Regions from separate parts of the Arachis hypogaea genome. Here region 1 is linked to region 2. The links are chromatin contacts, called in public Hi-C maps. All regions are on one chromosome and are shown on one strand. The core of a region is the stretch at or near the end of the contact, and the rest is flanking DNA. Distances in the headings are between cores, read along the strand shown.

Region 1 (6,272 bases), core at 1,820-4,319, 48 kb after region 2:
CAATATTATTGTCAGCCTACACTGTCGATAATTTGAACGATCAAGATATCTATTCAAAGAGTGATGGATGGTTAAGATTTAACTTTATATATAATCGACAGTTTATCGATCTGTCTATTTTACGAATGATTAAAATCGACGATCTATCCGTCGAGTTATACCTAGAATTAATTCACGTGCAAATTGCCCCCTCCCTCAATCTCACTAAAAAAGAAGCACCCTCCCAATTTCAAAACCATTATCTACAATTTCAGAACCACATCTTTAAACTCTAAACACCCCATCGCGCCACCTCGTCGTTGCTATAACTCCGTTAATTCGCCCTGTTGTCGCTACCTCTAATCTTTCCCTTTAACTCACGGTAACCCATCTTCGATCCCTACCTTTTACTCTCTTTGTGTTGCATCCATCTTTTCTTTTGGTTTCTGATTTATTTGCTTCCATTTTCATTTTCGTGATGTCTTTATAATGCATTTGTTCTAATAGGCTTTCAATTGTTGGTGCTCATCGATAAATCCGACGGTAATTAATCATCAACTCAATCTCGACAAATCCATTGAAAATATCGACGAAAAATTCATAGGTAATTAGCGTTGGACGAAAAAATCGCCAGTGAGCCGTTTTTCGCGACGTTGATACGGTGAACTCCAAGACAACGGTAAATCCGACGGTACTCAACATTTTTCTTGTAGTGAAAACTTAGCTGTCTCGTTTTTTATTAAAAGTAAAGTAAGAAAATAAAATAACAAACATCTAAGTTGTTAATAAATACCGAAATTGATGAAATGGTCGTCGATTTTATTACAAAAAGAAATATTAGCTTTTATTATTATCGACGGCTCGTTTGTCAATTTTAAATCATATTATCGATAGTCTGACCGTCGATTTTATAAAAAAATGGAAAACTTCTCTTTCTTTTATTGTTGACAATTTAATCATTGATTTTTTTACATTATTAAAAAATCGATAAATTAAAAAGTATCAATACAAGTCGTCGTTTTTGCTGTTGATTTTTAGCGTATTTTTTATAGAGATAAGCGGATGTCGTACATGTATATGGGGTGAAAAAGACTAGTCTCTCTCACTCTCATACAACTCGCTATCACTTTTATACTTATTTCAAAAATTAACAGGGAATGAGGGTGTAGTAGTAATAGGATTCTAATTTTTTTCCCTTAGAACAAATGCCTAGAGCAATAAAAAACAAAGAAATTGATCGTTTTGAATATCATATTACTTAGTATTTTAGGCATCCCAACTATATAGGTAAGGTTTTTTTTCTATAAAAATTTGCTTAGCATAATGTTGTAGCTTAAATGATAGTGTTATAGTGTAGTATGTGTAGAGAATGAGAATATATAGTGTAGTGTTGTTGTTTAAATGACGTTTATGTTAATTAAATAATGTTAATGTTGTTGCTTAATGATGTTTATTCACAGTGTGTTAGTAATAGTAATGGATTTTTTTTTTTGGGAATTTGATATTAGAGAAATTAGAATTAATAATGTTGGGTAATATTTTTTGGTAATTTTTGGGACCAGCACGTTTTTTTTTTCTTGATATTTGTTAATAATATTAGTTTGTTAATAATAATATTTTTTAGATAATTTTAAGAAATATTTATTTTATATATTTAATAATATTATTAGTTAGTATATTGATAATTATATTATTTTAATTATAATATTATGTTTATAATTATATTATGTTTAATAATATTATTAATTATAATTTTTTTGAAGTAAAGAAAGCTCAACACATTAGAGTGGAGCGCGAGCAAACAAACATAAATTAAACTGCATACAAAAGTTATGACTTCTCGGTCATCTCCGACATTGCCATCAACAACCACAAGGATTCTTATCAGTCCATTCTTTGTAGCTCAAAAACGTCCTTTTCTTTATGATATCAACACCTGTTTCTTTATTATTGAAAATTCTGACATTGCGCTCCAACCAGACGTTCCAAATCACTGCAAAGAATCCACTCAGCCATGTCTTCTGCGTGTCTTTTTTAGTGTGCATGCTGGTCTAACTTTCAAACAGTTCTTTAATGGTTCCAAGAATGGTCCAATCTCTATCCCAAGTCCTCAACCAAGCACACCATATCTGCCAGGTGAACTCACAAAACAGAAATAGATGCTGCACAGATTCTATCTCCTTTTTACATAGTACACATATAGTATTACTGTTAAGCACAACGCTTAGTCTACTTAACCTTTTTTTATTATTAATTATATTTGTTAGTATGATAATAGAAATTATAATTTTTTGGATAATTTTAATAATCATATTAATTAGTGTATGTTGATGAAAATTAGAATTTTTTTTATGATTTTATTAATTATATTAGTTTGTATGTGAATACAAATTAGATTTTTTTGGAGGGTAAATTTGTTAATTTTATTTGTAAGTATATGTTGTTGGATTTTTTTTTTTTAAATCCCAAAGTAAGGAGAAGCCCTAAAAATGACAATACAATTGGGTTTGTACTTTGTAGTCCATAATAATGTATAAAACATTATTTTCTTTTAAATACACGTCTTAATATTTTAGAAGTTTAGTACACTGCGGTCTAAAAAAGAATTAGCACGTACTTTGTCGTTTCTCATATAGAAAAATAAAAAGTCTAAAATCCCAAATTGGTCAAGTTAATCTCTGACTCCCCAAAAAAATTGACAAATTGATTCATGTTATTTTGAAATATTAGAAAATTAATATCTAAATTTTTTAAAAAGTCATAAAAATTTGAGTGGTAATTAAATTGTCTAAAATTTTAAAATAAAAATTGATTTATGTATTTATTCAATTAGAAACTAATTCTTTTAATATTCTTAAAAGAGAAAGGTTGTAGCTACCAAATTTTTCTTTGTAGTTGTACTCTATTTTTCCACTAACAAATTGATCTCCTAATCTTCTAAAACAAGTAAGAGACAAATTATCAACTTTTTTTGTAGAAACTAATTTGGATATCACTAAAAAAATATACTGGGGATTATAAATGCGGGCTCCAAAACTATCATCGTAGAAGGCGGTATTAAAAAGCCCAACATCTATTATAGTCCACTCCAAAATGGTTTCTATGAAATCAAAGTTGCTGATGTGTAAGCCCACCAAATTCGTCTAGGCCTTATATGGCACACAGGTACCGTTGAGATTAATGTTGGCTTGAAGTCCAAAAAAGAATGAGACTAAATTTGGGTCAGACCAAAAATAATTAAAGAAAGGATTAAATTTGAATAAACAAAACCAACTTGGTTAGTTGGGTAGTCAAGTCGCTTGTCCGTTTAAGTAAGTATCGGGAGTTCAAATTATGCTTTGTGTATGCAGTGATTCATTGGTCAGCGACAGACTCTTAAATATAACTCAAATTCGTAATGAATTAGTGGTTGACTTATCGAGTTGTGGGATATTATGAACAATAAAAATAAAACGATGAATTAGTCATTAGCCTGCTAGAATAAAAGATACCGTAGAAAATAAAAAAAATTAAATTAATTTAGTCACTAATCCACTAAATAAGTGTCAAAAATTCAAAATTAATTAGACAACAACAAATATTGTCAAATTAAAAGATGATGTAAAAAATTTTTTTTTCAATCGGAGCTTTGTTATGACCATGGGGCCATGGTCCTCACCCCAAAATTTTTATATAAACATTAGTAGTTTGAATACCTGTGATTCGAATTCATACTCATTCAAATTTTAACTAATTATAAAAAATCAATTAAATAAACGATAAACCCACAAAAATTTTTGCCTCCATGAATACATTTTCTTGTCCCCTTTTCTAATTTTCAGTTACTATCGGTTAAAGCTTTGTTTTTTTTTTTACTTAATTTAATATTATTTTATTTTTTATGAATTATGAATTCTTTGATTGAAATTTTCTAGATAGAGGCATTCAAATATTCATTTAATTTGGTTATTTATATTGATAAAAAATATTGAAAAGTTAAGTTTATATTTCAATTATTAAAAATGTCAAGTCACTTCAGTATTATTTTAAAGTATTATTTAAACAGTATTATTTTAAAGTATTTTATAATTTTTATTTGTAAAATTATTCGTTTATTAATATATTAGTGTCATACTTCAAAAAGGTAAATTATAAAAATATACTCGAATTATTTTGACATTGATAAAAATACCTTTTATTTATATTATCGACAAAAATATCTTTCAATTATTTGAAAATAACAAAAATACTGTTATTTTTTCGTTAACGTAGTGCGGCTCAATTCACAGAGGTATATCTTTGGCATATTTTTAAATTATTTGAGAATATTTTTGTCGATAACAAAATTTAAAGATATTTTTGTCAACAATAAAATAATTTAGGTGTATTTTGGGTAGTTTTTTCTAATTAAAAAATATTTATATTTATAAATTTCATTTAATATAAATGCTATTATATAACTTTTGTGTTAAAATTTTTTTGTCCCCACAAAAATTCTGTCTAAGCAGTTAGATAAGATTTGACACTGCCAGGCCAAAAAAATGACAACCCTTTTATTAACAATAAGACTTTTAAGAGCTAACATTAATGTTAAGCTTTCCCTTTTTTCTGGCAACAGGTACATTAAACCTTATATATTAAAATTGGTTGATCAAAGGTAGCTTTTGGAGGACCACAAACATTGCTTTTGATGTAATTAACGATTTCTATACATGGAATAGGTTCACAATCAAATTAAAATGACAAATACAATCAAGTGTCTCCGTGGAGTCTTGTATTCAGACATAAAATGAACAATATCCATGCTAAGTGTATGTACATTGTGGCATTCATTTTTTATTTTTTAAAAACAAAGAGTTCGATATATAATTCTTCCCTCTTTCTAGAAGGAACTGTTCCTTCATTATTTATTTATTTTTTATTAAAAGTTAATATATTTAGGCAAAATCATATTTAGATACATCAGATTTTTTTAATAAATTTAAGAAATAAAAGAGATAGATAATTTAAGAATAAAGAATAAATTCAAGAAGCAATTAATTAAATTCACGTCACAAGAAAAATAGATCTTCTCAATTTTGTTATCAAATTTTTTGTAAAGTGTGATTTAACTATTCAACATCTTCTCTTACATGGTTTAAATTATTAATTCCTTTATTGCTTTATAAAAAAGTGAGAGAAGGAGAGAGCGGGCTGAACGAGAGAGTGGCGACGCAGGCTAATCCATCGGAAAAAGACAAAGAAAAAATCTAGAACCGTTCACTTTTCAAAAGGATGTGGGAGGCATGGGGAAGGAAGCAAAAGAGGATGGAAGCAATACATGGAAAAACAATTCACGACAAAAGCTGCTGGACCTAAGATTTCTTTTAGGGATAAGGTGGTTGGTTTGTTGACCCCAAAACCCTTAGTCATTGATGACTCTTTGGATGAGTACCGTGTAGCCGTGGTTGAAGGAGGTCGAGGGGGGAGACCTAAGGTCACCTTCTCTGAGGAAGGGAGAAGGGCTCTAGCGGAACCCTATAATGACTCCATTGAGGTCAAGGTGATGCAAAAATATTTTAGTTACATAGTCTTGTTGCATAAACACAGATATATTTGGAAGCAAAAGGAGGATATGAGATCCTAGATGTAGGAAATGACTACTTCCTAGTGAAATGTGATCTGAGGGAGAATCAAGAGAAAGTCCTACTCAAAGGCCCGTGAATGATTGAAGATTTTTGCATGGCAGTGAAACCTTAGTCTTTTAATTTTCATCCTACAGAGGACTCTTTTAGTTCTACACTTATCTGGATCCATTTCACTGGTCTAAAGATAATGTATTGCAAGAAAAAGGTCATGTGACGTATAGCGGCGATGGTCGGCAAGCCGATATAAGTAGATGTGGCAACCAAAGAAGCGGAGAAGAAAAATTTTGCCCGAATCTGTGTACAGATTAACTTAAACATTCCAGTGATAGATGAGATTGAAGTGGATGATGTGGTATACAAAGTAGAATATGAACATCTAGAGCTCATTTATGATTCATGTAACTGCTACGGTCACATAGTCGTAGACTGCGTGACGAACAACAAAGACGTGACGGCGGAGGGAGGGGTCCCAACATCGGAAAACCTTCGTCCGAGCAACACAGTCGTAAAAAATGATGAAGGAAAATAGGGGTTAATTGTTGGCAATTTTTCAAAAGTTGCAGAAAATTAGGAAAATGCGGATCTTCCGCCTAAGACGTTGCATGGGGAGATCATAGTTAATAATGTAGTCAATTAAAAAGGTACATGAGATGGGTGGACCAAGGTGAAAAAAAAAAGGAAAGAGTT
Region 2 (5,789 bases), core at 1,370-3,869:
TTCGACAGATCAAAAATTAATTTATTTTAAATTGAAATTCTACTTAAAAATTTACTGTTAATGGTCAATATATTACTGTACATACATAAAGTAGAATTTGAATTACTATATGCATAAAGCATTAGTAGAATTTGAATTACTATATGCATAAAGCATTCAAACTCCTAATACTTATCTAAATAGATCATTAAATTAATCACTAAATTATCCAAATTGGTGAATAATTATTGAAAAAGTATAGAAAAATAATGTATATAGTCAACAACGGTTTTAAAAAAAGGTAAATTTATAATTAAAAATCAGATTCTTAATTAATTAAATAATTATGATCAGATTTTAAATTTGAAAACATTAGAATTAACACTTAAACCACTACGCACGTTACACTTTCACATATTTTACGTTTTGTATCCCACCACCTTCTCAATGGTGTCGGTTTCTCCCGCAACCGTCATAGTCATCACTACAAAGATCTTGACATCGCTGCTGCTTTACCACCGTAGTAGTTCTCTTCCTCCAGATAGTGACACCGTTTTGCACCCCCTCGCCGGTATCAATTTCCCTTGCAACAGTCATCGTCGTCGCCGCAAAACTCTCGCCGCCCGACCACCATACCACCTCTCCCTTCACGATTCGCAGCTCTGCTGATCAACCTTTTTTGCTGAATTTGACGATGCCTGGATTTGGCCATGGGGTTCATATTGCCCAAGAGTGAACTAAATATGGAGCCTATTCCTGAGCATCATAACCTGTCCAGTGGCTCATACCGCCAAGATCTCATGAGTTGCATGCCTCTTGGACATCACATGCGAAATTTCATTTTTTTATTCTTCTTTAAAGGAAATTCATAATATACCATATGGTCATTTTAGTAGATATGCGAATGGTTAATTTAATTTTTATGTGAATAGTTATTTGATTGGAATTTGTTTAGTTAGATACAATTAAAATATGCCGAATGTTCAATTTACTAGATATGCGAATGATTGATGGTTATCCTTAAGTATCGATGAGGGTTCTTATTGACGAACCAGCGGCAGTGAAGGGATCCCAGCGGCAACGATGGGAGCTAGTTGGTGACCAAGCAACCGCGTAACTGTAGAAAATTTGGGGAGAAGCTGTTATTTTAGTAAATTAGAGTATAATAGATTGTTAAAATTTTTGAATTACTGAACGAAATTTTTTAGTTGGGTAATTTGAGTGGAGTGTTTTTTTTTTAAATTTTATTAGGCCAAATTTTCAATCTGTTGTTTACATTGTTTAGATTTTTTATTGTCTATTAATTGAGCCGTTAATTATTAGTTGTTAATTCTATTCTGCCATCTTTCTCCCTAATGTTTGAACACTGATCTTCAGAATTCGTTGTCATTTGCTCGCTATTGAAGGCTATTGAGGGCTATGAAGCACAGACACTTCGCTGAGTTGTCATGTCTGTATGTCGGACACATTTCGAACACAATATTTACCGATATTTATTCGACACGCGTGTTTGCTGTGTCTAACCGTGTCTTAATAAAAAGAAAAAATTTTTTTCCAAATACTTTTGGATACACCTAAATACCATCACATATCAGTGTGTTCAACCTTATTCTTAACATATTTTTTTAAAATAAATTTATATATAATATATTATTATTTATTAAAATAAAAAATATTTTAAATACTTGATATAATTAAAATAAAATATTAAAAATAATTAAAAAATTAATTTATATTTTAATATCAATAAAATATTAAAATATTATTATAATTTATCTAAAAAAAATATTTTATATTATATATATATATATATTCGTGTCTTATAAAATTTTAATTCGTGTATCAATATATCTTATGTCGTGTCCTATCCCATAACAGTTTGTTCGTGCATGATTGATGGAGGGTAATCAGTTAGGTACGTTTATTGCACTTGCACACTCTTTATCCAGTTGATTAGGCAATGTATAGTCGGTGTATACGAGACAATTTAGTAAGCACACATACCGACATAAGGTCACATAATATAAACATACTGATCAAACAAGAGTAAAATTCTTAATTCATTTTCAATTTCTTACTTAAAATTTTACCCATCAAATAAAATATAAAAACATTCAAAGCATAACTATCAAAAATGAATCAATAATTAATCTAGTTAAAATATTAAATTATTAGATTAATTAATATTTTTAATAAATTAATTTTCTTGACCAAACTATTTTTTAAAATTAATTAGAATTCTATATATAAATTAGTGATAATTTTTTGGTTAATTCAAATAATATATATTATTGATATAATAATTTTATTTATTATTATGAAATACATAAAAATTTAAAATATTTTATATTATTATTATGAAAATTAATAAAATAAGTATCTACTAATATATATATATATAATTATAGTAATTATATTTTAATTAAAAAATAAATAACATGTTATTTTAATATGCATATTGTAAATAGAAAAGAAATGAAATTTAAGATAAGAAAGTGTCATTTTGTGGATAAAATAAAAATAAGATGCTTGGTGCCTAAGTTACACGCGTGGACGCGTGGTGAGTGACGTATATGCCTTGTTCATATAGCAATACTTAACCTCTATAAAAGACAAGTCCCTAAAAGCCTTCTCAAAAAGATGATCGAGGAGAGTAAGATGAAGACAAGAGCAGGAGACACGATGTTTGGTCAAATAGGATCCATAATTGCTTCATTGATGTTTATTTGGGCCATATTCGAGAAATTCTTCCCATTCCAAATCCGAAACCAAGCACAAAAACACACTCTAAGGTTGTTCTCTTTTGTTTACCCTTACATCCAAATCACATTCAATGAACTCATTGGTGATAGACACATGAGTAGAAGTGAGGCTTATACTTCCATACAGAATTACCTTTCTTCCAAGGCCACAACACAAGCTAAGAGACTCAAAGGTGACATAGGCAAGAACAACCAAACCCTTCTTCTTACCATGGATGACCATGAAGAAGTGTGTGATGAGTTCAATGGTGTTAAGCTTTGGTGGGTTTCTGGCAAAAACGTTGCCAAATCCCAAACACTTTCTCTACACAACAATTTAGCGGACGAGAAAAGGTACTACAAGCTTACCTTCCATAAACAACATAGAAACATGGTTTTAGGAACATATCTTAATCATGTTATGAGAGAAGGTAAAGCGGTTATGGTTAGAAATAGGCAGAGGAAGCTTTATACTAATAGCGGTTCGTTTTGGAACCATGTTGTGTTTGAGCATCCGGCAACGTTTGAAAGCGTGGCGATGGACGAGGAACTGAAGAAAAGGATCATTGATGATTTGGTAACGTTTAGTAAGTCAAGGGAGTTTTATGCAAGAATTGGAAGGGCCTGGAAGAGAGGGTATTTACTTTTTGGTCCTCCGGGGACGGGGAAGTCGACGATGATCGCGGCGATGGCGAATCTGTTGGGATATGATTTGTATGATTTGGAACTGACTGCTGTGAAGGACAACACAGAGTTGCGGAAGCTGTTGATTGAGACATCAAGCAAGTCCATTATTGTGATTGAGGACATAGATTGTTCACTTGATCTAACTGGTCAGAGGAGGAAGAAAATGGAAAGAGCGAAGGAAGATGAAGAAGAAGAAGAAGAAGAAGATCAACGGAAGAAGAAGCAGAGTGGGTTGAAAGAAAGAGATGTTAAGAGCAGCCAGGTTAGCTACATTGCAGAAATACTTCAATTTTAGTATTTTTTATTTTTTAAATTTTGTGAAAAAAAATAAAATATAAAAATAGAAAACTTAGCTACAAAGTTAATAGTTGAGAATAGTTAAATAATTTGATATGTTTAATTAAATTTAATCACTTACAACTATCTACAAACCCTAAATCATAAACCGAAACTCTAAATTCGAAATCCAAAATCCTAAAAAAAAATTTTAAAAACCAAAATTTTTTATTTTTAATTTTTAAATTATAAGATAAATTTTTTTATTTAAATTACAAAAATAAAATAAAGTCCAAATTTACATGAAATTATCGGTACTTAAATTTTCACCAAATTATTAAGTGCAAGTAAATCTAAACATTAGTTAGGGTGAGTTTTATTATATATAAAATATTTTAAAGTAAAAATATTATTATAATATAAAAATATTAATTAAAATATAAAAATATAATTTTTATTACTAATTGCATATTTTAATTCTTAAAATAATATCAAATAAAAATGACAAATCTAAATCTAATAAAATATATTAAATTTTAAGTTTGGTTAGATCTTGGCTTACGTGTTTGATTATTTTTTTTTTAAACGAGTTTTTTAAGTTTATATTAGATGAATATAATTTCAGTAGTTATTTTATTTTTGCTCGCTTAACTATGGTGTATATATCTAAAATCTATATCAAATATAATATTGTTATTTTAAACTTTTTAAAATTTGACTATTCTGTTATCTTTTTTTTTTTCATAAAATTATTATATTTATTGTTATGTGTCCTATCCGAATTGTATTGTACTTGGTACTCATGATGATATTTGTGCAATGAATGTAACAGGTTACACTCTCAGGGCTTCTGAACTTCATTGATGGATTGTGGTCTGCATGTGGAGGAGAGAGGCTAATAGTTTTCACTACAAACTATGTTGAGAAATTGGATCCAGCATTGGTGAGAAGAGGGAGAATGGACATGCACATTGAATTATCATACTGTGGATTTGAGGCATTCAAGTTGCTGGCCAAGAATTACCTTAAAATTGAATCACACCATTTGTTTTCAACAATTTCTGACTTGCTCAAACACTCTCAAATCACACCAGCTGATGTTGCTGAGCACTTTATGCCCAAACCTGCTTTTGGGAACAATCCAGACCTTTATTTGAAGGCTTTGATTCAATCACTTGAAGAAACCAACTTCAAACAGAACAAACATGCAAGCAATACTTAAAAAGATTCTTTTAACTATGTTATTTATGGAGCAATTCATTGACCAGCAACAGTAAGAGATTCTTAAATCGAGCTTAGAATCGGCGGCCGACTAAAGCCACAAATTAGAGGCTAAAAGGGAGTGGCTTAGTGGAAGGGAATGGATGAGGCATTCAAAAATATTTATACATTTTTTTTAAATTTTTTATCTGTTTATGTCATTGGAAAATTGTGGAAATATAGGGTCCTGTTAGGCCTGGATTTTGCTGAATTATTTTAGCGGCTATGTGTACAATAACTAATAGTTGAGGACCTAACTTAAAATCCAATAGATATGTGCTAAAATGATGATAAAGTTGAACAGAATGAACCAGAGCTTATCATTTGGGAAGCTAATATCATATCCCTTTAATTATATGCAAACACTGAACTGTGAATGGTTAAAACTTACAAGTTGCTTAAAAGACGGTGGCCAAAAACAGGGTTGAAAACACACACAATGCAAAGAAACAAGAACTAATATTGCAGTAGGAAACATCAAAATGCATGTCTACTTGGATTTTCTCTCTTTAAAAAATAAAATAAATAAATTCAACAGTTTTGAAAATAATAAGAATAAAAACCTGTTATTATGTACTCAGATTTGATTATATAGAAATAAATATATATTCCTCTTTTTCCTTTCCTAAATGGATCACTATCCTTTTTTTCCAATTAAGAAGTCCTCTTAATAATTTGTCTTCTCGAATTTCTTTTTGAAGAATAACTTATTTTCATTGTTATACATACTGGACCAAATCATGAAGTTATAAAGAACATAAATCCATTAGGCCGACAAATTTTTTTTTTGGGAGTTGGCAAATATCTGAAACTCCGTATTTTGGTCAGAAAATGTGAAAAACTCCA

Evidence for each region. Hi-C and Micro-C count contacts between places; a contact is called where the count stands out from the background.
Region 1: a contact with region 2 is called in a Hi-C map of leaf, with 2.9 times the contacts expected there. The contact joins the enhancer-like site here to the promoter of LOC112716352 in region 2. A contact is called at or near these places in 3 of 8 Hi-C or Micro-C datasets (leaf and an unstated tissue).

The regions. Positions count from the first base shown.
Region 1 is chr10:107,113,027-107,119,298 of arahy.Tifrunner.gnm2.J5K5, forward strand. No RefSeq gene overlaps it. Among protein-coding and RNA genes, the nearest start is that of LOC112716354, 14 kb to the right of the region's middle. Within about 2 kb of position 3,070, at least 3 of the 3 cell types and tissues checked have open chromatin away from gene starts, as enhancers often do.
Region 2 is chr10:107,065,661-107,071,449 of arahy.Tifrunner.gnm2.J5K5, forward strand. LOC112716352 (AAA-ATPase ASD, mitochondrial) reads left to right here and starts at 2,620. Exons shown (of 2, transcript XM_025768247.3): 1 at 2,620-3,669; 2 at 4,516-5,279. The coding sequence starts at 2,620. The coding sequence ends at 4,905.